3 separate regions of the Mus musculus genome follow, and all the other regions are linked to region 2. Evidence: chromatin contacts called from public promoter capture Hi-C data. All regions are on one chromosome and are shown on one strand. Each heading gives the region's core, a stretch centred on a gene start, on an enhancer-like site or on the middle of the called end of the contact. The rest is flanking DNA. Distances are from core to core; before and after follow the strand shown.

Evidence for each region. Promoter capture Hi-C pulls out the DNA fragments that hold promoters and counts their contacts. Capture Hi-C pulls out chosen DNA fragments and counts their contacts.
Region 1: a promoter capture Hi-C map of liver shows a contact between it and region 2, with 4 times the contacts expected there. The contact joins the promoter of Pmf1 here to the promoter of Rps27 in region 2. A contact is called at or near these places in 1 of 39 promoter capture datasets (liver) and 1 of 9 other capture datasets (liver).
Region 3: a promoter capture Hi-C map of adipose tissue shows a contact between it and region 2. The contact joins the promoter of Hcn3 here to the promoter of Rps27 in region 2. A contact is called at or near these places in 1 of 39 promoter capture datasets (pre-B cells) and 1 of 9 other capture datasets (adipose tissue).

What each region holds. Positions count from the first base shown.
Region 1 is chr3:88,408,260-88,411,778 of GRCm38.p6, forward strand. Pmf1 (polyamine-modulated factor 1) reads right to left here and starts at 2,138. Exons shown (of 5, transcript NM_025928.4): 1 at 1,897-2,138. The coding sequence starts at 2,048. It overlaps Slc25a44 (solute carrier family 25, member 44), which reads right to left. Exons shown (of 4, transcript NM_178696.5): 4 at 2,235-3,519.
Region 2 is chr3:90,211,912-90,215,334 of GRCm38.p6, forward strand. It overlaps Rps27 (ribosomal protein S27), which reads right to left and starts at 1,737. Exons shown (of 4, transcript NM_027015.4): 1 at 1,699-1,737; 2 at 1,282-1,390; 3 at 1,023-1,133; 4 at 756-842. The coding sequence starts at 1,704. The coding sequence ends at 814. It overlaps Nup210l (nucleoporin 210-like), which reads left to right. Exons shown (of 40, transcript NM_029937.2): 40 at 6-240. The coding sequence ends at 106. It also overlaps a transcript of Rab13 not described here.
Region 3 is chr3:89,158,189-89,161,677 of GRCm38.p6, forward strand. Hcn3 (hyperpolarization-activated, cyclic nucleotide-gated K+ 3) reads right to left here and starts at 1,969. Exons shown (of 8, transcript NM_008227.1): 1 at 1,597-1,969. The coding sequence starts at 1,871.

The DNA of each region.
Region 1 (3,519 bases), core at 888-3,387, 1.8 Mb before region 2:
GAACCCAAGAATCTGAACTATAGAAGGGCCAAAGGGATTGAAGCAGAGACTAAGACCTGCACAGGTTGACTCAAAAGGACGGACTTGGGAGGTAAGACTAAGATGACGCAGCCTGACGAAGGCAGAAACCGTGAAGACAGAGTAAGAGGAGATCTGGACAGGCAGATCTGCACTCAGACATGAATTCTCACCACGACCAATTACCTGAACCTGCAGAGTGGGTAGGGAGTTTCTATGGCTCATACATAAAACTACTCTTTCTGTGTAGTACTGTTTCCTGAATGCCAACCAGCTTTGCTATTTCTGAGCCTGGAGGTAGAGCCCCAGGCCTCCCAGCAGCTCCATCACTGAGCCCTACCTACCACTGAGTCCCATCGCCCTCACCTCCTTGCCTTTCTTTAGTTTAAAATGCCAGCAACTGAGGCACAATTGATGTTCGCTCTTTCCTTGGGCTTAACATAACTATATAAATCACACCCTGCCTAGAGCATCCCAGGCCATAGCACTGGATCAGGATATGGTAAGACCTTAGCCCCTCAGCCTCATGGGACCCACTCCTCTGTAACAAGCTGCTGGCTGCACTGTGTCCTGGTGGGAGACCTGGCTTCTCTCTGAATAGTACTAACTGGCCTTTACCCTGGGCTCCACTAATACCACCAACCCAGTCTCTTCTGGCAGGTTCAAATGTCACAAGACACAGAAAAGGAATCCCTTGCTTGCTGCAGCTAAAGAGAAAGACTGTTTCAGAAGGTCCAGGAGACTGCCAGGACCAAAAAAAAAAAGATTTCGCTTTTGGAGAGACAAGGCAGGGGAGTGCAGATAGCAGGGCCATGTGCGACTGCATCTTTATATTGTGAAACCTAAGATTGGCACTTCTGGCAGTTGGGCCTTAGCCAGGCCAACGAAAAGGACAGCAGGGCAAGAATTTGAGGTCCACCTGAAGCCAGCATGTCCAGTCTTCCTCTAGTCACTGTGGAAGTCACTAGAGCTCTGCTGGCTGGAGCGGGAAGGCATGGGAGGTGGCGAGCACTGAGCCTATAGTCTTTTTTTTTTGAGACAAGGTTTCTCTGTAGCCCTGGCTGTCCTGGAACTCACTCTGTAGACCAGGCTGGCCTCAAATTCAGAAATCCGCCTGCCTCTCCCTCCCAAGTGCTGGGGTTAAAGGCTTGCGCCACCACTGCCCGGCTAACATTCCTTTTTTTAAAATGTTAATTTGATTCGGTCATGTTTATGTCTAGGTATTTTGCCTGCACGTATGTATTTGCACCATGTACATGCTTAATGCCCACCAGAATAGTGTCAGATCCCCTGGAAGTGGAGTTACAAGTGGGTGTGAACCACCATGTAGGTGCGCTGCAAGATCTGCAAGATCAACGAGTGCTCTTACCACTGAGCCCAGGACATTCCTGGTTATGAGGCCTGGCACACCAGCCTGTAAGGACAGCCACTCATTTCTGAGTTCGAGACCAGCTTGGTCTACAGAGTGAGTTCCAGGACAGCCAGGGCTACAGAGAAATCCTTTCTCAAAAAAAAAAAAAAAAAAAGACTGCAAGCTCAGTGCTTGCCACCTCCCGCGCGCTCCAGCCAGCAGAGCTCTGCGCTCATCTGGCGCCCTGGCGCGTTAGGTCTACGTAAGCAGATGACCTCTGGGGAAGGACGTCGGCTGCCCTAAGGCTGCCGCGGGCCCCAGGCTGCTGCCTTGCGGGACGGTGGAGAAGACAGCAACTGCAATCCGACCTTCCCTCTACTCCTCCGCAAACCGCGGCGAGAGGTTTCAGGGGAGCAGCCCTGCTCCACCGCGGCGGGTCGCCCACGTGACTGCGCCAAGCGTATCTCGCGGGACTTACGATCCTGCGACAGACCTCCCGCCACCTCTCCCCATTGGTCGCCACCTACCTCCTGTCGGCGACTAGCTTCTGGAGGAAAGTGTCTACTATGGCGTCCAGGAGTTTCACCCTGGGGATGGTCGCGTCCCCTGGCACAGCTTCCGGAGAGGAGCCCTCAGGCCCCCTTTCCGCAGCCTCGCTATCTCGGCTCACCTCAGCCATGTTGAAATTGAACCGCCAAAATAAACTGGCCCTGCAGCTCCTCCCAACAGGACCTCCGATTGGAGGCCGCGGAATGCCCGTCACGGAGCCGGATGGGGCGGGGCAGTGGCCGAGGACGAGGAATTAGTTCTCAGCTCCGGGGGGAGGGAGGGGGGGAAGGGCAGAAAACAAAACCCAAAAGCCAGAGTTTAGGGGCTCAATAAAAACTTTTAATTACATTTCAAAGATCTCATACAGTGCAACAGTGAATATTCGCAGCTAATCTCCTCGAGTCCATTTCTAGCTAATGCTGAATGTGCATTCTTTCCCATGTGCCTCTATCCAGCCCTCCTGTCTTGCCGAGTTTCTAATTTGTGTGTTGACCAATGGGTCAACATTTCTAGCTGTTTTGGTCTCCAGTTTTGGAAAAATGGCCGCCCACTGGCTCATCTTCACCAAGGCCAATCCCAGACCCTGACCTTGGGAGAGTAGGAGTTCCGACACGGGGGTGCCTTTTACCTTTATATCCAAGGTCCTTTCAAACACAAGGGGAAAGAAGGAAAGGGAGATAGGACAAGAAAGGGAGAGGCTTAAACACCGGACAAGAAAAGTCGGGAAGGAGTAACCTAAGGTATGAAAGGTGGGAGGAACCTATGTCCACACTCTGCCCCGTTAGGAAAGACCAAAGAGCAGAGCTGTCCAATCACAAAGGTCTTGATAGTGAAAGCCTGAGAGGGGCCCTTGCTCCACTGTATTGATAGGTCTTAAGGTAGAGGTGAGGAGCGAAAGGATTTAAAATGATCTGTGGGCTTCACCCTTCAGATGACTATGGGCAAGATTGAAGGGCTCTCTCAATAAAGTGCAGGAAGTGGGGCCTGGCGGCGTCCTGTAAACCTGGAACTTAGGAGGTGGAGGAAGATGAAGAGTTCTAGGCTACCCTCTGCTACATAATGAATTCAAACCCAGCCTGGGATATATGAGACCCTGTCTCAAAAAACAAACCAAAATGCTGAGACATTAGTAGAGGGCTCAGAAGGAAACAAATACAGACTACAGCGAGTAGTAGGAGGTGTGTGTGTGGAGACTGGGTCAAGTCAGGATGGAAGAATGTGGAGCAGCCGTGAGAAACATGAAGGCTTCAGTTAGCACCTTCCAATTTGGCACCATGGCATTTCCCAAGCATCTCCCAGGCTGAAGAGCAAGATCTGCCTGCTTTCTTCCCTCCCATTCCTGGATGTGCCTCTCTGCCACCAACACAGGCTCAGTAGAGGCAGGGAAGAGGGACGCTCCTGAGGAAAGCATCAATGGTTTTGGCAGTAAGAGGCTGGTAACCAGGTGGACCTGGCCTTGGGTGCCTTCCTGACTGTATTTTTTTTTTTTTTCTGTTGCCAGCACAGGGTACCATGACTGGGATGATACTTCACAACCAAGGACAAGAAAAAAAAGGATAGTTCATATTCCAGAGTCCCACTGTGAGACACCTGTTGCTATT
Region 2 (3,423 bases), core at 487-2,986:
CCTAGGTTCTTACACGGCCACATGTTCCCCCCCTCACTTCCTGAGCTCACGGCCACCACTAGTGCAGAGTCGGCTACAACACTGGTTATGGAGTATAAAACACTAACCTAGTAGTCAGCGTCCCTCTAACTGTAGAGGACTGGAGATGCCTAATCCTGCACAAGTTTAGTAGCTAACTACAAAACTAAACCTCCAGATCAAGTTTGTAGTAAGTATAAATAAAAGCTCCTAGGTGGTTAAGTCACGTGTGTAAAGATTACATTTCTGAGGCTGGATTCCCGAAGCCCTCGGTGTCTGTCTGTTCCTAGCACCACAAAAACCGCAACAGCAGTACACACCTACAATGCCATCACTTGACAGGTATCCTGTCACATACACTTGAAGCTACCTAAGGCCATCTCAACAACACACAGAAAAACAGTAACCCTCTGCTTCTCAGGCACTGGGATTAAAGCAGCCTGGGTACCATTATCCCTAAATAAAGACAGTCCCCACTGTCACACACCTTTGTATGACACAATGTTTCCAATAACCATTGCTAAAAGTTACTACCAAAAAGACATAGAAGAGTAAGCCCAATTATACACTATCACCAGTTTTAAACCATGGTCTAAGATTTATACAGTGAATCTAGATAAAAATGCCCCCAATGGACTCTAGGTGTTTGGCCACTTACTTGACCCCAAAGGGACCACTCTTCTGTTTGCCCTGGGATATGTGAGGCACCACTTGCTACCAGTTAAACAAGACAAACATTATATATCCAAAACGTGTTTATTGGGAAGGTTCCCACTCATCTTCAATCAGGGGCTTTCAGTGCTGCTTCCTCCTGAAGGAGCATCCTGGAAGAAAAAGATGCAAACGTTACTTCTGCCTGCCACTGACCCTGCCTCATCTGCAGAGTGCTAAACCTTCCTAACAGGAGTGCAGCTGGCTTTACCAGCCGGAAGCCTTGCATTCTACTCAGCCTTTCACCTTAGGACCCCAAAGCCAAACAAAACCCCAACACTGAGACCACTCACCTTCTGTCAGCCTTGCTTTTCCACCTGTAGGCTGACAGAGGACAGTGGAGCAGCCAACACACAAGACTACCGTTTGTGCATGGCTAAAGACCGTGGTGATTTTATAGCATCCTGGGAAGAAAAAAAAAGAGAAGAAAAATGTTAACTTCTTTTATTCCTCTCCAAGTTACCACTTCTGAACTCGTAATAAAATCAAAAATTAAGTTACAACCATTAGTACAGTTTAGTTTTCCCGCACAGCTGAAAACCACTTCCTTACCTGGGCATTTCACGTCCATAAAGTAGGAATTGGGGCTCTGCACCAGGCGCTTTTTCTTGTGTTTCCTCTTCTCCTCTTCTGGAGAGGGATGAAGGAGATCCTTTGCGAGCTAAAAGGGGCAGAAATGCAAAGACTTAGAAGGTAATGGAGGAAAGAGATGATGGGAAAGAGCCCCCACTGGCACACACCGAGGAGAACTCGCCCCTCGCCGCCCCTGGTGTCTGCGTAGCTGGGCCGCCATCTTATCTCCTCTCCGCTCCCGTCTACGCGGCTGACCCGTGGGCCGCCGCGGCTCTGGTTACTGTCCTAAGAGACGCAGAGCGCACATGTGGACCCTGTAGGACCCGCAATTAGCGCAAGAGGACCGTGCGGACCCAAGAGCGAGTTCTCTGTCGAAACCTGGACCAAGGAACTCACAGGCATGTTCTCGTAGGGAGGTCGTCACCGCCGGAAAGGAGCGAAAGCGGAAATCCTGTTCCTTATATCTGATATGGGACAGGAAGTGACGAGCCGTGTTGCTTCGCCATCTTCGGAAGGTCTTCTACTCTGTTCGAATGCAACGGAATGCCCGTTGACTGCCATTTGTAGAAGGTCCGTAAAGGCTCCTCGCGTCGCGGGCGCGTAGCCATGGTGAGAGAGTTAGCTTCTATTTTGAGTTCAGAATTTAGCTGCTGTGGCGAGAAAAATGGATACTTTTTTCTCACGTAGTTTCCGACTACGCTTTGACAGCTGGAGTGTGATGGGAACATCACAGGTGAACACCAGCGAGAAGCTTTTATCCATGACATTTTTAGTTATTGATAGTCTTTACCATTTTCCAGTTGGTTTGATTTACGCTGATTAATAATTCTAGACGTAAATAGGTTTTTTTTTTTAAAAAATGAGATACCTGCTTGAAGCTGGGGGTGTACTACGCTGGTAGGTAGAGTGCGTGCTAAGAATGTGCAAAGCGTAAACTGGGCAGGGCGCAGTGGTGCTGTCAGTGGCTCAAGGCTGGAATCTCAGAACTTCAGAGGATGAAGCGGGAGGACGAGGAGTTCAAAATCATTCTAGGCACTGGGCTTCCTAGCAAGTTTGAGGTCTGAGTGGACTACAGGAGACCCTGTCTGAAAAAACAACAAAATCAAATCCTGTTCATATTTGCTCCACTGCAGCTAACCCTATTGTTTACCTTTATTGTTTTGTTGTTGCTGCTGTTTTCCAGTGCTAAAGATAGAGCCCGACTTTGTATTCTTACAATTCTTTACCTTTGAGGAATAAAATCAAATATCCTTACACCACTTGACACGTGCATTGCTTTTAAAGTGCTAATTAAAGGCCAGACGAGGTTGGTCACACCTTTATCACTGCATTCTGGCAAAGCATGGAAGAGACTGAGTTCTGGCCAGCCTGATCTAGCAAGTTGTAGGACAGCCAGAACTACAAGAGATGTCTCTAAAAACCAAATCAAAACAAAAAGTATGTTATTTAACTATGGAGCTGCTGTAACCATTACCACATTGTACAAATTTGTGTGTTTGCTGCTCAACACAGAGGCAGGTGGATCTCTGAATTCAAGTGTCTATAAATAAAATAATAAATAAATAGTCCATGCTTAAATGAATGCATGTTGATTTTGGATTTTGGCAATATACATGGCAGAGATATCTTGGGAAATAGATTCTAGGTTTAAAAATGAAATTCATGGCCAGGTGTGGTGGTGCACGCCTTTAATCCCAGCACCTGGGAGGCAGAGGCAGGCGGATTTCTGAGTTCAAGACCAGCCTGGTCTACAAAGCGAGTTCCGGGACAGCCAGGGCTACACAGAGAAACCCTGTCTCAAAAAAAAAAAAAAAAAAAAAAAAAGAAAGAAAGAAATTCATTCCTTTTCCTAGACTGAAAATAATTTCTTATAATACTTGTACATCTGCAATTTATCATGTGAGCAGAAGTATGAAAATGCAGGGGATGAGGGGGGAGGCAGGGACAGGGTTTCTCTGTGTAGCCTTGGCTGTCCTGGAGCTCACTCTGTAGACCAGTCTGGCCTTGAAATCAGAGATCCGCCTGCCTCTGCCTCCCGAGTGCTGACTCTAGTATGCCTGTACCACCAAGCTTTTTTGTTTGTTTTGAAGAAAGGGTCTTGGCCTCTGGCAGTAGTGGTGC
Region 3 (3,489 bases), core at 719-3,218, 1.1 Mb before region 2:
AGGCTGTCCTTCCCTTCTCTATCATCCCCACTCCAACATGAGAACAGGAATGATGATTTCCTGTAGGTGAGGAACTGCCATCCTTGGTGGGGGTGGGGACGGGAAGAGGCTACCCTGTACTCATTTAAACTGGGCCTTTCAGGGATGCCCATCCCCCTCCACAGATGGGCTATGCACATAGAGGATTCCCTGGGAGATCCCAAGGCATCGAGGCTTGAGCTATGCACCCCTTCCCTCCTCCAGGCTACCTGTGCTAAGATGCGCAAGGACAAGCTACATTGCCTCAGAAGAAACTGTAGATATGAGGTCAGGAGGGGAGCAGGGGACAACATTCAGAGGAAAAAAACAAAAAACAAAAAACACTGGAGCACACATGACGGTTTCAGGGCTAATCCCAGCGTAAGTCCTAAACACAGTCCCTTCTGATTCTGATTGCAAAAATCAATCCTCTCAACCTCCAAAAAAGCTTGTTAGTTCCCAAGTCCAGACCCACCCCCGAATGCCCCTCAGACTTGAATGTTTTCACTCAGCAACAAACCCCTGATGTTTCTTCCTCCCCTTCCACAGCTGCAGAGGAGAAATCTTGCACTGTGAGACACTGGGAGAGAGGAGGAAAGGTTGGCCGCGCCATCAGAGCATCTTCACAGCCTGACTCACAGGCAGTCACAAGCCCAGCGGGTGATGTGGTAGAGGACTGCGAAGCAACACAACTCTGAGGGGGATATGGCTTCTGGGGATATGTCTGAGGGTGAACTGGGGGAGGGGAGGGGATCTGCTGGAGAACAGATAGGCAGGTGAGAGCGAAAGAATAAAGAGGACTGGAAAGAACAACGCAGAATAGGGGACTATTTACAGGGAGTGAATGTTTGAGAATGGAAGATACTGTCTGGGCCTCCGATTGTGTTTCCAAGCTCCAGAGACACACCTCATTTCTTCAACTGAAAGCTGTCCTTCACTGTCCCCAAGGGCAGGGCTGATTTTCTCCCCTAGCGACCTTGATGTAGACGTACAGCCTGAAGGGGACAGTGAAATGGCTACATCCCAGTTCTCTGTCCCTTTTCTCTCCGGGAAACACCTGGGCGGTGGCTGAGCCCCTGCTTTCCTTCCCAATCTTTCTGAGTACCCGCCCCGCCCAGCCGCATTCCGCCTTCAGCACCACGGACAGCAAACAGAGCTGTGGACCCGACTGACCCCTGTTCTTCTCCAGCGTTCCCAGCGTCCCTGATCTGTTCTACTGAACTGGGCAAGTGCTCGGTGTGTGGTTAAAGCGTGGTAGAGAGTGGAACTAGGCTTCTTCCTCAGGTCTCCAAGCTTTGGGGCATGATATAATTTCCCACATCCCCAGAAAACAGTACTGAAAAGAGGCAAGGTTTCCAAACTCCGATGCTCTCTGTGGTCATTGAGGTTCCTGCATTGGGTGCACTAAGTCCTCGGAGATTACCTGATGTTCGCTGTCCCTTATGCTTCCCTAACCTGACAAAACACTGAGGACCTCGGGGAAACCCGCCTAGGAATTCCCAGGCTGGGTTGGGGGAGGTGACTCCACCCGGCCGGTAGCACTGGTGTCCCTCGCTCTCCCCGTTGAGCCCCCCGTACCGGAAGTCGCTGTAGGGGTGGATGATCCAGGCCCCGGCGGACTTCACCCTCTCCTGCTCGATTTCTACTGCTTTGTGGCTGCCGAAGACCCGGAGAGAGAACTTGTTGACCGTCGGCTGCAGCAGCGTCCCGAGCTGCCGCCTCTTCGGCTCGGGCGCAGACTCCGGCACCCCACCTGAGGCCGCGCGGGCCTGGGCCGGAGCCGCAGGAGGCGTCTCGCGTGCAGGGGTCGCCGCTTCGCCGGCCCCCGCCGCCGGCCGCGCCTCCTCCTCCATGATTGCCCTCACTCGTAGGGCCTCCCCAACCGGTCCAGGGCCATGGCGGGCGCGCAAGTCTCTGGGAGAGCAGCCCAGGCAGGGGAGCTCCGACCCGCGTGCGCCCGGGGCACAGGGGGCGTGTGCAGGCGACAGACGTGCGAGAGCTGCGCCCCCTGGCGAGGGCTGCGTGAGACTGGGCGGGGCGGGGCGGGGCGGGCCGCTGGCACAACTGCTGCCCACACTTTCCCGAGAGGGCGTGGCTTAGGGGTCCTGAGGGTGGGTGGGTGCTGTGTGTGTGTGTGTGTGTGTGTGTGTGTGTGTGTGTGTCTGTCTGTCTGTCTGTCTGTCTGTCTGTCTGTGTCTGTGTGTGTGTCTGTGTGTCTGTGTGGTGGGAGTGCTCAGCTTGCTTCTGGAGGCGGGAAACTCACTAGGGCATATGCAGCCTGGGGACCTCCTGAGGGTCAGGGACAGAATGGGAATCTGTTCTGACCATGTCCTTTCTCAGCACTCTCCTAGGAGTCTTGCTATGCCAGAGATCCTCTAAACTGCTTTCTGTAGTATGTGTTTCCTAATTCATTAAGACAACCTTTAGCAAAACCATTCACTGAGTGCATGCTGAGGATGCAAAACTGAGCACAGAAATCTTAGCTAAGTCAATGGTTCATCTCCATAAACAGATCAACAACCAAGGAAATACCATACTACATGCCTTTCTGAGCTTTACGTGTAGAACAACTTTTTTGTTTTGTTTTGTTTTGTTTTGTTTTGTTTCAGACAGGGTTTCTCTGTGTAACCCTGGCTGTCCCGGAACTCACTTTGTAGACCAGGCTGGCCTCGAACTCAGAAACCCGCCTGCCTCTGCCTCCCAAGTGCTGGGACTAAAGGCATGCACCACCACCACCCAGCTTCTTTCCTCTTCTTACAGCCACTGCCTGAGATAAACCGTCATAATCTCCAACTAAATTATTTCAAGAAGTTTACATTTTGTTTTTGACATGGGCTGTAGCTCAGGCTGGTCTTGAACTTCTGATCTTCCTCTGAATTTCAAGCACTGGGATTACAAATGTGTGCCACTCTACCTGGTCTCAGAAGTTTTTAATAATTTTCAAAGTCTGCTGGACTTGGTGTTGCAGTCTTTTAATCCCAGTACTTGGAAGGCAGAAGCAAGTGGATCTCTGTGAATTTGACACCAGCCTGGGCTATATTGTAAGTGCTAAGACAACCAGGGATACATAAAGAGACTGTCTCAAAAGAAAAAAAGAAGTCTTCACCAAATTCTCCTAGACAAATTCATGTTTCAGTCTCCAAGTACACTTTCTACATCCACATGACACTGTTCAGTTTTCTTAAAGTCCTTCCAAGTGTCTCCATTTTAGAAATACATTTAAGGGCTGGAGAGATGGCTCAGTGGTTAAGAGCACTGACTGCTCTTCCAGAGGTCCTGAGTTCAATTCCCAGCAACCACATGATGGCTCACAACCATCTGTAATGAGATCTGATGCCCTCTTCTGGTTTTATATTATACATAAAATAAAAAAGAGAAAGAAAGAAAGAAAGAAAGAAAGAAAGAAAGAAAGAAAGAAAGAGAGAAAGAAAGAAAGAAAAAAGAAATACATTTAAGCTCCTTAGTGAAACT